Linked DNA regions of Mus musculus: region 2 is linked to region 1. Evidence: chromatin contacts called from public Hi-C data. All regions are on one chromosome and are shown on one strand. Each heading gives the region's core, a stretch centred on a gene start, on an enhancer-like site or on the middle of the called end of the contact. The rest is flanking DNA. Distances are from core to core; before and after follow the strand shown.

Region 1 (7,030 bases), core at 1,820-4,319:
AGTATGAAGCAGAATTGGAGATTTTATGGAAGGTATTTTAATATAGACTAAAAGCACAGGGGTGAGCAGGGAGAGAGGTGCTTAGAGAGAAAGCCACTGAGTATGTGCTCATCAGAGGAGATTGTGGGAATGGGCTTTTCAGAGAGTATCATGGTTAGTTATCTTAGCATTAGCCATATGTGCAATTTTGATGGCTGTCAATTTATATTTTAAAAGCTTGCTTAGATCCCCCTTACCCCCATTTAAATTAGAAAGAATTAAAGTAAAACATTAGTTTATTTTGTTTATGTTTATGGATGTGGGCATGTGTATATCTCTGAGTGTGAAGTCAGAGGACAGCTAGGGGAGTCCACTCGCTACTTGTGTCATATGGGTTCCTGGGGATTGAACTCAGGTCATCAGGACCTTATCCTCAACCGTCTCCCTAGCCCTTCTGTCTGTCCTGATGTGAGGTTATAGGGTGGCTCTGGGGAAGCCTCGGATGGAATGATAATAAGATCGGGTAAAATCAAGAGCCAGCAAAGTTGCACAAGGAGTTTAATTAGTACATGTCCTTTCCCTGCAAATAAGCTTTCTGGTCAGGTTCCTAGAAACTTGCAGACACATCTGGGGCTAGGGAAAGCCTCAAGCAGTTGTCACCGGCTCTGAAACTTGCTTCTCTGCTATGAGAGGTTTGAATCAGAATCTTGGTGAGGGGCTGCTCTCCCTTCTCATGTCCCTGTGATTTTCTCTGTCTTTCTGTCTTGCCTAACATTGCTTGGCAGGAGCTTGGAGAGATGGCGTAACTGTTGAGTGCTTGCTACTCCTCCAGAGGATCTCTTTCTGGTTTCTAGCTCCAGTACCCACATCAGGTGGCTGACAGCACCAGAGGATCCAGCATCCTCTTCTGGCCTCTGCGCGCACACACACACACACACACACACACACACACACACATACACACACACATACACACACACACACACACACATATACACACACCACATATACATACCACACACACACACACACATACACACCACACACACGCCACACACACACACACACACACACCACACGACACAATATACACACACCACACACACACACACATCACACACTATATTACTACACACATCCACATACACCACACACCACATACACCACATACCACACACTACACACACCACAACATACACATCACACACACACACACACACAAACACACACACAGAAACACACACACACCTTCCCATAAAGACAAACATATGTAAATATATGCATAAACCTTAAAAAGAGTTGATCGGATTGGGTCATGAAAGAAGCATGCCTGAGAATTGGCACTGGATCTGAGTGAGGTCTGATTGCTACACTGTTTCCAAAGGGTTTCATTTTTCTGACTAGTTTCTGAGTATCTTTAGGATGTGGCTTCCCATAGCCTCTGATATCCCAGTTGTATTCACTACTTAGAGGCAAACACCAGGCTCAGAGTCGCTCCTTGACATTCACAAGAAGTGATCCTTGTGTCTTCTGGAATCCCAACTTTGCACTCACAGCAATATCTGTACACCGGCCCAGTCTTCTCCGGGGGTCATGTTTCCGTGGGGAGTCAGATGTTTCCTGTGTCTGTCCTCATGTCCCAAGTTGACTGTCGGTAATGTCTGCTGCAGTTTCTCTTTCTCTCCTCGACTCTCTTCTAGCCAAGTTGTAACTGCTCCACTAGAGTTGCTGTGGGTATGGAAGACATGGGAACAGTACAGTTCCTTCCTACCAGCCCTATGGTAGAAGGAAACCAAAAACGTACACCTCAGGAAAGTTACAGACTCTTATATGTTGGTGAAAATTGTAAATACTAAATCATTGGATTTAGTCTTTAGTCTACCAGTCTACCCTGAGGATGTAAATATATAACATGGATATTGTTACCTATAAAACTGCCCGGAGCAGACATTACTAATCAATTACATCTGCCTTTCCTGCTGAGCTAGGGCTTGGGTTGTGCTCATAATCCTTTAGGCACCCACCACCAGCTAAGTGGAGTTGGCACCACAGCTGGAACCCATTTGCCATTTCTGGCCTTTGCCAGTTGTTGAATGAGTGGGTAGGAGACGGCTGCCCTCTAGAGTGGCCATTGCTGCCCAGAATTGGCCCTGGTGTGGCTCCACAGTGAAGCAATGATTTAAGTTTGCATTTTCGTGTGGGAGCATCCCAGAGCCAAGCTGCTTGCAAGAAATTCAAGGAAACCAGGTCTGTGTCAGTCTGGTCCATCTTGTGCTAAGACCTCCTTTTCTCATCAGCCTGTCTGAGGTCAGCTTTGAACATTTATTGGTTTGTGTGCGTGTGCTTGTGTGTGTGTGTGTGTGTGTGTGTGTGTGTGTGCCACAGCACAGGTCTGGAGGTTGGAGGGCACCTCTTCGGAAGTCACTTCTCTTCTTCCTCCTTGTTTTGAGGCAGTGTCTCTGTGTCTGCTGCTGCACAGCTGAGACAACCTTCCAGCTGGGATGACAGGAAGTCCTGCCTTCACTCTTTGCTTGAGTTCTGGGGGCTGAAATCAGGTTGTCAATGCTTTCCTGGCAAGCACTTTTTACCTGTGAGCCATCGCCCTACACACCTCACCTCCATACCTCTGCCAAGGCCAGAGTTTCACTGCTTTACTGGGACTGGCCTAGAACTTGCTATGCAACTAAGGCCTTGAGTTCACAGTCTTTCTGCCTCAGCCTCACACATACTGGGATTGCAGGTGCAAAGTCAAGGTGTTCTGTAACTGTGGTCTGGGGCTAAATTGGGAGACTGACTGACTGTGCTCTTCTCTTTAAATTGGATTTTGCGGTCAGGAGAGGGTGGTTTGGAGGAAGCAGGAGGAACCAGTAGTTCCTAGCTTCCTGACTTCCCCAATAGGCTAGGGAGCCTGTTGGAAGGGCTTCCCACAGGCAGGCAGGCAGGCTAGAAAGAAGCTATGGGAACCTCGTAGACCTTGGTGCTGCCGTTCCAGCACCAGGAGTGCCCACTGCTGCTCCTCCAGGCTCCTGGATCCTGCTGGTGGAGTGTCTTTGTTCCCATGACTCACTCACATTCAGGGCCCTGCTGAGCTTGCTGTCCAGAAGCTGCTAGCAGGACTGGATGCTGCTGATTCAGGTTCCCTGTGGGAGCTGCTCGCAGACCTGGGCCATGAACAGTTTTAATTTATGCACGTTTTATCCCGTGGCTTCTCCCTGCTAGGTGACTTGTAAATCTCTTACCTTCTGTGAACCCTGAAGCGTGGTTGGTGGAGGAAGGAGTAAGGGCTTTGATGGTACATGTCTGGTGGCTTATTTCTGCCAAAAGAGTCCCTGCCTGTGAGTCCTGGCAAAGACTGTTGAGTGGCCCAAGAGCATCTTGTCCTGGCAGGTTTTGCACATTGACAGTTAGATTGTCTGCGTTTGTAATTTGTCAGCATTTAACCCCCAGGTTTTGGGTTTTTACGTGTATCCGCCATGAATTTAATGTGGTTCTGTTAAACAGTGGCTTAAATCTCATTTTAAAATATGAGGTTAACATAGGTTAATATTCATAACAGTCCTAAGAGGTAGTGTCTTACAGGAACAGTGGTTAAGGCTGAGGTTCTGCTTTTCGTGGGGTGTGGAATAGGGAACAGCCCAGGTCCTCTCTCTGCCTTGCCTTCTGCTGACCTAGGCAATTTCTTATCCACCCCTGGGACTAGCCTGCACGACTCACGGGAAGGATTGACCAAACCAAAAACCAGGAGATCTCATGTGTTTTGGGAGTGGGGTGGGCTAGCTCTGGCTGACTTGGAACTCCCTATGTAGACCAGGCTGGCCTTGAACTAACAGAGATCTAGCAGCCTCTGCTATCTGAATGTTGGGATTAAAGGTGTGTGCTCTCATTTTTAAGTGTTTTTCCTTCTTTCCTGGGCCTATATCCGTGTGGGTACCTGCTCTTAAAGACTTAGGGACAAAGGATGGTTTAACTGGGCACAGCCCCATCCCAGACCCTGTTGTCTGTGTTCCTGCTGGGCCTCACAGGCTGCACGTGGAAGGGATCTTCCCAGGGGGCCTGCGTCACCCCGGGCAGACAGACAGCTCCTGACATCATGCCTTTCCCAGCCAGGTGACTTGGGCTTCCTCTTGCACATCTGTGTTGACACCCTGAGTGAGAGACTCCATGAAGGACTTAGCAGACAGGAAGTTTGTCCTGACTGATGGGCTGCAGCCTCTGGGGCTTCGGTTTTGCCATTTCTTGTCATGCTTGTGAGAGTCTGGAATGATGTCCGACTTGGTGGAGGGGTCAGATTCTGGCTCCTGCCTTTCATTGCAGGTGACCTTTGTAAGGTCATTGCTCTCTTCAGGCTAGGGGACTGGGTCCCTCTGGTTCCCTTCCAGACCCAGGCCTTCCTAACTCCTCTCCTCTAAGGCTCTCTTTGCTGCTGGCCTAAAGGGGGGTGGAGGAGGGAGGGACGAAAGTTAATGAGTAACTTCAGCTCTGACTTCTGATGGAGGACAGGGATTGTTTAGAGAGACAGCTGCCTGTCTGAGGTGGCCTGTTCCGCAGCCTCCCTTCTGGCCTGTCCCTTCCCTTCCCTTCTCATGGACCTTATATTTGGGCTCCCCTCTGCTTTCACTGTACTGCTAATTTCTTCCTTTTTCTTTTACAATTCTGCTCTGGGAATGAGACTCAGGGTTTCACGTGTGCCAGGAAAGCTCTCTAACCAGTCACAGCCCAGCTTCTGATCAGCAGCCTTTATTTGCAGGGTGGCTGCAACAGAGGCCCTGTGGCTGCTGGCTTCAGCCTTACAGCTCTAGCTTCAGTTGGAGCCACAGCCAGCGAGGCAAGAACACCACCAGCCTCCGAGAACTTTGGCTTCTAAACCAACACAACCCAAAAAGCCAGGCGGAACTGGGCTGGGCTGTGAGAACGGGAAGAACGCGCAGGAGCGTCTTTTGGCCACATGAGCCTCACATCCTGAGAGCTCAGTTTGTACTCCAGGGCCAAATGTAGCATTTTACTTTTTCTGACCCATCCCTTGGTGAACATTGTGTGCGCTTTGACCTTGCCACACCCTTCCATCCTGTTTCCCCTCTTGCAGTGGGGTATCTGGAAGTGACTTTCTGAACCTTGTAACTGTCTCTGCTCACAGAGCCAATATTTGCTGAACCGTTTGCTCTTGTGTGTGACGCAGGTAGAGAATAGCCAGGAGACCTTGAAGGGACAGGAAGCCCCTAGATGTTTCTGGGACACCTTGACTTGTTGGGGAGACCTAACTGTCCCTGCAGGATCTCTGAAGGGCCCACGATCTCTGGGCAGTATTTTGTTTGGTTTTGGTTTGGTAACTTAGAGCAACTTTGTGCAGATTTGAAAAAAAAAAAAAATGGCGATTCTCAAGCCGGGTGTGGTGACAGGCACTTTTAATGCCTTAAATTAATGAAGAGGTAGATGGACTTCTGTGAGTTCAAGGACACTGTAGTCTAAATAGCAAGTTCCAGGCCAGCCAACGTACACAAGGAGACCTTGCTTCAAAAAAAAAAAACAAAAAAAAAAAAAAAACAAAACAGAAACAAAAACCATAGAAAGAAAATGGCCATTTCTTAGATTAAAAAGAAAACCTGAAACACACACACACCCCTTTCAGGAGCTCTGGTGGGTAAGTGGTCTGTGTTGTGAGTGCACTGTCTCCTATCATGGAGTACGTATACACATGTCGCTGGCAGCACACATGTGTATTTCCCTCTTAATGATGGAAGCATTGTAGGTTCAAGATCAGGGAGAGGCCTCCAGAGCACTGGAGCATGGGAGTGACCTTAGTCAGAGGCAAGCTCAGAGTTTGCTTGTAACAGGGTCTGACCATGCACATGTGTGTTAGTGCGTTTGTGCACGGCTCATGGTGCCCACGTGGATTCTTCACAGACAAGACTGTGGTGGTGCTCTGGGACTCAGCTGAGAGGCCTCTCAGTAGATTAGCGCATACCTGTGCCTCTCTTTAGTAGACATAGTACTGGGAACCCTGCCTACTCCCTCTGCTCTGGTAAGCTGCCATGGAGTGGTGTCTGAGGTAAGGCCCAAACACTTCAACCAGCTTAGGGGTAGAGCTGCCAAGTATACAGATGAGCAGATCTTGTCTCAGCAAGCTCTTAGCCTCCACTGGGCCCAACCTATGGGAGGAGTGCTCTGGGCGGCAGGGTGTCTGGCTGGGTTTGAGTGGAGTGTATGTTTTCTGGTGTGTGTGCACACAGAGTGACGTGTTTTGTTTTAGAGAAAATGAGGTTGAGGTCTGGGCTTGCAATTTTCCACTTGTCTTAATCCTGGGAGGATCTAAACAGCTTTGTTTAAAAATTGGACATGGAGATTGCAGGGACCCGAGTGACTAGGAGCTCTTGGGTCCCCCAGGAAGGCAATTAAGTTTGCAGCCATTGTGTGGACCTGTGTGGCCAGTATGTATGTATGAATGTATGTATGTATGTGTGTGTATGTAAGTATGAATGTATGTATGTATGTATGTACGTATGAATGTATGTGTATGTATGAATGTATGTGTGTATGTATGAATGTGAGTATGTATGTGTGTATGTATGTGTGTGTATGTATGTACGTATGAATGCATGTATGTGTGTATGTATGTACGTATGAATGTATGTATGTATGTATGTATGTGTGTAGGTACGTATGAATGAATGAATGTATGTGTGTGTATATGTACGTATGAATGTATCTATGTATGTATGTGTGTGTGTATTTACGTATGAATGTATGTATGTATGAATATATGCATGCATGCAGCATATGGGCCTGTTGATTAATGAGGCAGAGCACTTACAACATAAACCCTGGCACGAGTCACTAAGTAGACAGTGGATTGTCACTGGGTCTCACTGTTTGCTGCTGAGGATGTTTGGGAATGGGGGAGGGGGAAGTGCCAGGCCGTGAGGGGCAGAGACAAGCAGGATAGGGATTGCCCATCTTGGGCCTGTTGTTCTCTAGTGTTGGAGAAGCTAGGGATGGGATAGCCAGTCAGCCTGTGTCTGGGGAAAAAAAAAAACAAAAACAACAAACCAGCCTG
Region 2 (7,030 bases), core at 1,959-4,458, 65 kb before region 1:
TTTCTTTCTTTCTTTCTTTCTTTGATACAGGGTCTATGTACTCCAGGTTGTACTGAAACTTGCTATGTAGCCCAGGCTGGCCTCAAACTCATAGAAATCCCTTTACCTTTGCCTCATGTGTGCTAGGATTAAAGGTGAACTCTAACATGCCCAATGATGCAACATTCTTAATGGACCAGTCAGGCCTGAAACACCCACATTTGACACAATGGAAAAAAGGGATTACTGTTCTAGTTATTATTAACTGTGAAGTCGACACTGCCTAGAGGTGTCAAAAAAAAGAAAGAAAAAGAAAAGAAAAGAAGGTCTCAACTGAGTAATGAGCTGTATAAAGTTGGCCTGTGAGCAGGTATATGAGAGCTTGTCCTCATTATCTTAATTGATACAGAAGAGCTCAGCCCATTGTGGGTGGCAACATCCCTGGGCTGAACAAGGAAGCTAGATGAGCATGGCTGGAACATCTTTCCTCCCTGGGCCTTCCCTCCAGGTTCCTTCATGCCCTGACTTCATTCAAAGATGGTTGTGATCTAGACATATAAGCTAAACACACCTATTCTTCCCTAGGCTGATGTTGGTCAGAGTGTTTTTATCACAGCAACAGAAAGGAAACTAGGACATGTATGTTTAAGGAGAAGTTAGAATAAGGCGGCTCTCTGCTCCTCCCTGTTCCAGAGACAGCCGCATCTTCTTGTGCAGTGCCAGCTTCGTCCCGTAGACAAAATGGTGAAGGTCGGTGTGAACGGATTTGGCCGTATTGGGCGCCTGGTCACCAGGGCTGCCATCTGCAGTGGCAAAGTGGAGATTGTTGCCATCAACGACCCCTTCATTGACCTCAACTACATGGTCTACATGTTCCAGTATGACTCCACTCACGGCAAATTCAATGGCACAGTCAAGGCCGAGAATGGGAAGCTTGTCATCAACGGGAAGCCCATCACCATCTTCCAGGAGCGAGACCCCACTAACATCAAATGGGGTGAGGCCGGTGCTGAGTATGTCGTGGAGTCTACTGGTGTCTTCACCACCATGGAGAAGGCCGGGGCCCACTTGAAGGGTGGAGCCAAAAGGGTCATCATCTCCGCCCCTTCTGCCGATGACCCCATGTTTGTGATGGGTGTGAACCACGAGAAATATGACAACTCACTCAAGATTGTCAGCAATGCATCCTGCACCACCAACTGCTTAGCCCCCCTGGCCAAGGTCATCCATGACAACTTTGGCATTGTGGAAGGGCTCATGACCACGGTCCATGCCATCACTGCCACCCAGAAGACTGTGGATGGCCCCTCTGGAAAGCTGTGGCGTGATGGTCGTGGGGCTGCTCAGAACATCATCCCTGCAATCCACTGGTGCTGCCAAGGCTGTGGGCAAGGTCATCCCAGAGCTGAACGGGAAGCTCACTGGCATGGCCTTCCGTGTTCCTACCCCCAATGTGTCCGTTGTGGATCTGACGTGCCGCCTGGAGAAACCTGTATGTATGGGGAGAGCTGGGCTTGTCTCTGGTGTGACAGTGACTTGGGACAAGGATAGTCATCTTGGGGTTTGTTCTTATCAGGCCAAGTATGATGACATCAAGTAGGTGGTGAAGCAGGCATCTGAGGGCCCACTGAAAGGCATCTTGGGCTACACTGAGGACCAGGTTGTCTCCTGCGACTTCAACAGCAACTCCCACTCTTCCACCTTCGATGCCGGGGCTGGCATTGCTCTCAATGACAACTTTGTCAAGCTCATTTCCTGGTATGACAATGAATACGGCTACAGCAACAGGGTGGTGGACCTCATGGCCTACATGGCCTCCAAGGAGTAAGAAACCCTGGACCACCCACCCCAGCAAGGACACTGAGCAAGAGAGAGGCCCTATCCCAACTCGGCCCCCAACACTGAGCATCTCCCTCACAATTTCCATCTCAGACCCCATAATAACAGGAGGGGCCTAGGGAGCCCTCCCTACTCTCTTGAATACCATCAATAAAGTTCGCTGCACCCCCCAAAAAAAAAAAGAATAAGGCGAAAGTGAAATAGGTTATTAGGTTTCTTTGCACGTTCAAAAAGATAGAACTGACTTACTCTCTCTTTGAAATAATTCTTCCATACCAACTACATTATATAGCATATATTTAAACATATCCAGATAAACAATATCGAGGTTCAAAAACAAGTTTTCAAGTACATCTGTTTTTCTTCAGAGCTGGGACTGAATCCAGGACCTCACTGATGGGGAGCCAGCACTCTGCCAACCTACAATACCAGTAACCACAAAAAACCTTCCAATCACGAAAATGAAAAGATAAAAACAAAATATCAATTCTAGTGGAGGGTAAAGCACGCACTTCAAAGCAGAACATGATTATGATCAGCTGCTTCTAGCTGGTAATCTTCAAAGTAAAAACTTTGGCCCAACAAATCTTTGAGTCTCACTTTCACCTAGCTAGGGCACAGCGCGCCCCCTACTGGGAGTTCCTGACTGAATTAAAAAGCTCACTTTTAATATATACTTGAGGAGTTTAACACCAATGTTTGAAACTTTAAGGGATTTTACAACTCATCGTCGTACAGTTATTTGTTTCTTGTGCCCATAAAGTTCATTTTCAACATTTTCCATCAGAACCATCCTAGCCTCGCAACAAACGTCAGGGCTCTCATATCTCTCTGCTTTTCCACTACCTCTCCCATGATGCCTTCCATTCCCTCCCACCCTAGGTGAGTCTCGACCTGGATGCTGAGAATAAAACCCAGGTCCTCTGCAAGGTTCTTTTAACCACGGAGTCAACTCTCCATCCACCTCCCACACTAGGACCCGCACCTTCCAAATCCCACTGAGGGACTTCAACTATGACCCCCTGAGCCCCCGCGAGTTTCCGTAGCTCGGCTGGGTGGGTGGGAATGTGGTGTGCTCCGGAGGTATAGATCGCTTTGGTCTGCGCCTGCCCGGAGGAGTCGGGAAACAGCAGCCACAGCTCCTACCTTCCCAGCCATGGTCTAGAACGACTAGCTTGGGCACTGGCCACAGACAGAGTCTGGCAGTTCTAAACTCCACCCCAAGCTGACCACTGAATCCCTGGGCTCTGCCTCTCACACTTTGTTAAGTTTATCCTTCAGTTATTGCACCACTCTCGAGCAACAAGCACCGCCCACAGACTGGTGCCTCAGGCCCGGGCTCCGCCTCTTGCCTGCCTACGTTCCGCCCTCGTCCTGTTGCTCCCCACCGGGCTCCGCCTCTCGCGCACCAAGCCCCGCCCTCAGTCTATTTCTCCACATCCGGGCTCTGCCCTCTGGACCCCTGAGCTCCGCCCTCAGCCGCTGGCGTCACACCGAGGCCCCGCCTCCCACGTGCCAGCGCTCCTCTCCCAGCGCTCACCGGTCCTTCCAGCAGTCCTCAGGTTGCACGCGACCGGCAGTGAGCTTCCACTGGGTAGGGGTGGGAAGCCGGTGGCTCCGGGCAGCGGTGATAACCCAGCAAGGAAGCAGAGTCGCATTTCGGAGCGTCCACTCGTAACGCGGCCTCTCGCACACGGAGCTCGTAGTCCAGGGGAGAGGAGGCCAGGGCGGCCCTGGAGAGGTTGTAGGTGCAGCGGATCGGCCGTAGAGACCCCGTCGGACTCAGGAAGGCACTGTCAGCCGCTCGGAGCGGAACCCCTTTCCCAGACAGTAGAGTCACCCCTCCCCCTCCGGGGACCGTTACTGGTCGCCTCCTGAAGGATCAATCTGGGATTGTCCGCTAAAGTGGCCTTAGGCACCGTTAGTCTAGGGCTCGCTGGCTTGTGGCCTCAGAAGGTAATGCTCTGGGGTACCACTTTTATGTAGGGATTGTGCCCGGGGCTGGGGCATGGGCGGGAGCTAACGTCCACAGGCAGTGCCAGCAATATGCCAAATGCACCAAGCACCAAGGCAAAGCCACAAGGCTGTAGATGTCTTCTTTCAGGCAACCCAGTTTTGTGCTAAACCTCAATAGACTTTCTTTTGTCAGGACCATGGCAAAGAGTGGAACACCAGCTATTCAGGATGTAGATGAAAGTCGCTCCCCAAAACTAAGAGTGGTGTGAATTATATTTAGTCCCTGCCTCCAAGGGTTTATTAAGATAATTTAAAATGCCTTTGAGATGACAAAAGTTAAGACTCATCATTTTACTTAGATTTGCCTCCTATGGTTATAATTTTAGGCTCCTTCATAAATCCTACTAACATTTTACTATATATTATTTTTTCATTCATCAATTTCATTTCATCCTCCATTCCCTTCAGTACCACAACAGGACTACTTAATCCTTAGAGGATGTACAGCCAAACAAGGTGACTAGCCATCGGCCAGGAGAGCTTATTAAAAGATTTCATTTCTTGGGCATCCAGGTAACTTATCCACAAAAACTCATTGGTTTTTTAAAAAAAATTATTTATGTGTTTTGGTGTTATGACATATATATGTATGTATGAACCCTTGGAACCCTGAAACAGGAGTTACAGACATGAGCTGCCATGTGGGTGATGGGAATTGAACCCAGGTCCTCTGGAAGAAAAGCCAGTGTTCTTGAGTCATCCTGTTCTGGGATTATTTTTCAAGACATTTCTCATCTGTGCCTTAAAGACTAATAGAACTGTAACTTTTAAGTGTATCTTAAAGGGCATTTTTTTTTTCCTGGAAGAAAGGTTTATTGCATAAGGAAATCAATAGTGTGAAGGTAATTAAAATATTTTTAATTTATGCAAAAGTGTTTCATCTGTATGAAAGTTTTTGTTTGCTGCATCGTAGTAGTCAAGAAGTTCTGGAGAATTTCAGATTTTCAAGATTAGGGACATTTAATCATTTGTTTTTTTTTTAATTTTTTGTTTTCTTTGGAAAGTTTTGGTAGGTTTACTTTCTATTACTTCCACATCTAGGGGGTGGGGTGTGTGTCTCAATATATTGCCTGTACCTGTCTCTAACTCCAAGGCACAAGCAATTCTCCTGCCCAATCATATGCTGGAATTACAGGATTGTGACTTCATAACCTTCTACCTATATTTTGATAAGACATTGGATTTACAGTTTGATAGTGACATGGGATAAGAATTTGGGGACTGTCAAAAAATATATATGAGAACTTAGAAGCCTGGAGAGCAGAGTGTTATGGATTGAATTAGGTTCCTTAAAAACTTATATGTTAGCCTGGTACAGTGCCATATATATCTATAATTCCAGCACTTGCAAGATAGAGGTATGAGAATGACAAATTCAAGGCCATTCTTGCATATATATATATATATATATATATATATATATATATATATATATAGAGAGAGAGAGAGAGAGAGAGAGAAAGAGAGATGGATATAGTGAGTTTGAGGCCTGGCTTGGCTATATGAAACCTTGTTTTATATATATATATACATATATATGTATATATACACATATACATATATATATATATATACACACACACATATATATGTATCAAGAAAAATCCCCAATGATATCATATGGTTGCCCTCCCAGACTAATATAACCATTGTCAAGAAAGTAAAATGGCCCAGGTACAGGGTGTATGTCTGTCATCCCAGAACTCAGTACAGCAGGACAAGAGCCTGGGTTACATAATGGCACTACCTGAAGAAGCAAATGGAAAGACAATACAGAGGGCTGGAGAGATGGCTCCATGGTTCAGAGCTCTTATTATGCCAGGCATGGTATCAACCTTCTTTAACCCTAGTACTCAGGACACAGAGTCAGGCTGATCTCTGTGCGTCCAAGGCCAGTATGTAGAGGGACTTTTTTAACTCCCCCCCCTAAACAACAACAACAACAAGCAGCTCTTGTTGCTTTTGCAGAAGACCTTGGTCCCCAGCACCAAAATGGTAGTTTACAACCTCTTATAACTACAGACGAAGGGGATCTAATCCCTCTTCTGACCTCCATGTGCACCACCACACCTGTGAAATCACATAGATACATGCTGGCAAAACACTTGTACACATTAAATCTTTAAAAGGTTTTCTTTTTTAACGATAATACAGATTGGGAAAACAATTTGCAAGCTCTGTCTCTTACAGTCTGTCTTGAATATATGAATAACTCTAAACTCAACAAAAGACAGCCCTATTTAAAAATGAGAAGCGATGCTAGGCAAGTGGCTAAAGTCTGTATTTCTGGCTACTAGGGAAGTTGAGGCAGGAAGATCACAAGTTCAAGACCTGCCTCAGCAACTTAGTGAGACCCTGTCTCAAATTTTAAAAAGGAAAATGAGGACAGAGGGTATAGCTCTAGTAGAACACTGAGCACAGAGAGAGAGAGAGAGAGAGAGAGAGAGAGAGAGAGAGAGAGAGAGAGAGAGAGAGAGAGACAGAGACAGAGAGAGAGACAGAGAGAGAGACAGAGAGAGAGACAGAGAGAGAGAGAGGAAAGGATGAGAGGAAGGAGTTGAAGAGATCTTTCTTTTTATTTGCTTTTTTTATTGGATTTTTTAAATTTACATTTCAAATGTTTTCTCCTTTCCAGGTCTCCCCTTCAGAAACCCCCTATCCCATACCTCCCTTCCCCTGCCTCTATGAGGATGCTCATACACCTACCCACCCACCCACTCCTCTCTTCCCTCCCTGGCCTACACTGGAGCATAGAACACCCTCAGGCCCAAAGGCCTCTCCTCCCACTGATGTTCAACAAGGCTACCCTTGCCACATATGCGGCCAGCACCATGAGTCCCTTCATGTGTATTCTTTGGTTGGTGGTCCACTCCCTGGGAGCTCAAGGGGTGTTGGTCTGGCCTGTTGACACTGTTGCTCCCTCCATGGGGCTGTGAACCCTCTCAGCTCCTTCAGTCCCTTCTCCAACTCCTCCATCTGGGACTCCTGTGCTCAGTCCAATTAATGGTTGGCTGCAAGCATCTGCCTCTGTATTTGTCAGGCTCTGGGAGAGCCTCTTAGGGGACAGCCATAAAAGGCTTCCATCAGCAAGGACTTCCCGGCATCCACAATAGTATCAGGGTTTGGTGGCTGTATATGGGGTGGATCCTCAGGAGGGAGAGTCTCTGGATGGCCTTTCCTTCAATCTCTGATCCAC

Evidence for each region. A called contact is a pair of places that touch in the nucleus more often than the background predicts.
Region 2: a contact with region 1 is called in a Hi-C map of uterus, with 1.9 times the contacts expected there. The contact joins two enhancer-like sites. A contact is called at or near these places in 1 of 39 promoter capture datasets (second pharyngeal arch cranial neural crest), 13 of 484 Hi-C or Micro-C datasets (B cells, LSK cells, Sertoli cells and 6 more), 5 of 115 datasets of contacts at active chromatin or transcription factors (embryonic stem cells, extraembryonic endoderm stem cells and pancreatic cancer cells) and 3 of 9 other capture datasets (liver, macrophages and pancreatic islet).

What each region holds. Positions count from the first base shown.
Region 1 is chr6:128,131,785-128,138,814 of GRCm38.p6, reverse strand. It overlaps a transcript of Tspan9 not described here. Among named protein-coding and RNA genes, the nearest start is that of Gm52879, 34 kb to the right of the region's middle. Within about 2 kb of position 3,069, at least 74 of the 459 cell types and tissues checked have an H3K27ac peak or open chromatin away from gene starts, as enhancers often do. A contact at or near this core is called in embryonic stem cells, extraembryonic endoderm stem cells and uterus, where this site is marked.
Region 2 is chr6:128,196,924-128,203,953 of GRCm38.p6, reverse strand. It overlaps the pseudogene Gm4691. Among named protein-coding and RNA genes, the nearest start is that of 9330102E08Rik, 17 kb to the right of the region's middle. Within about 2 kb of position 3,208, at least 319 of the 459 cell types and tissues checked have an H3K27ac peak or open chromatin away from gene starts, as enhancers often do. A contact at or near this core is called in embryonic stem cells, extraembryonic endoderm stem cells and uterus, where this site is marked.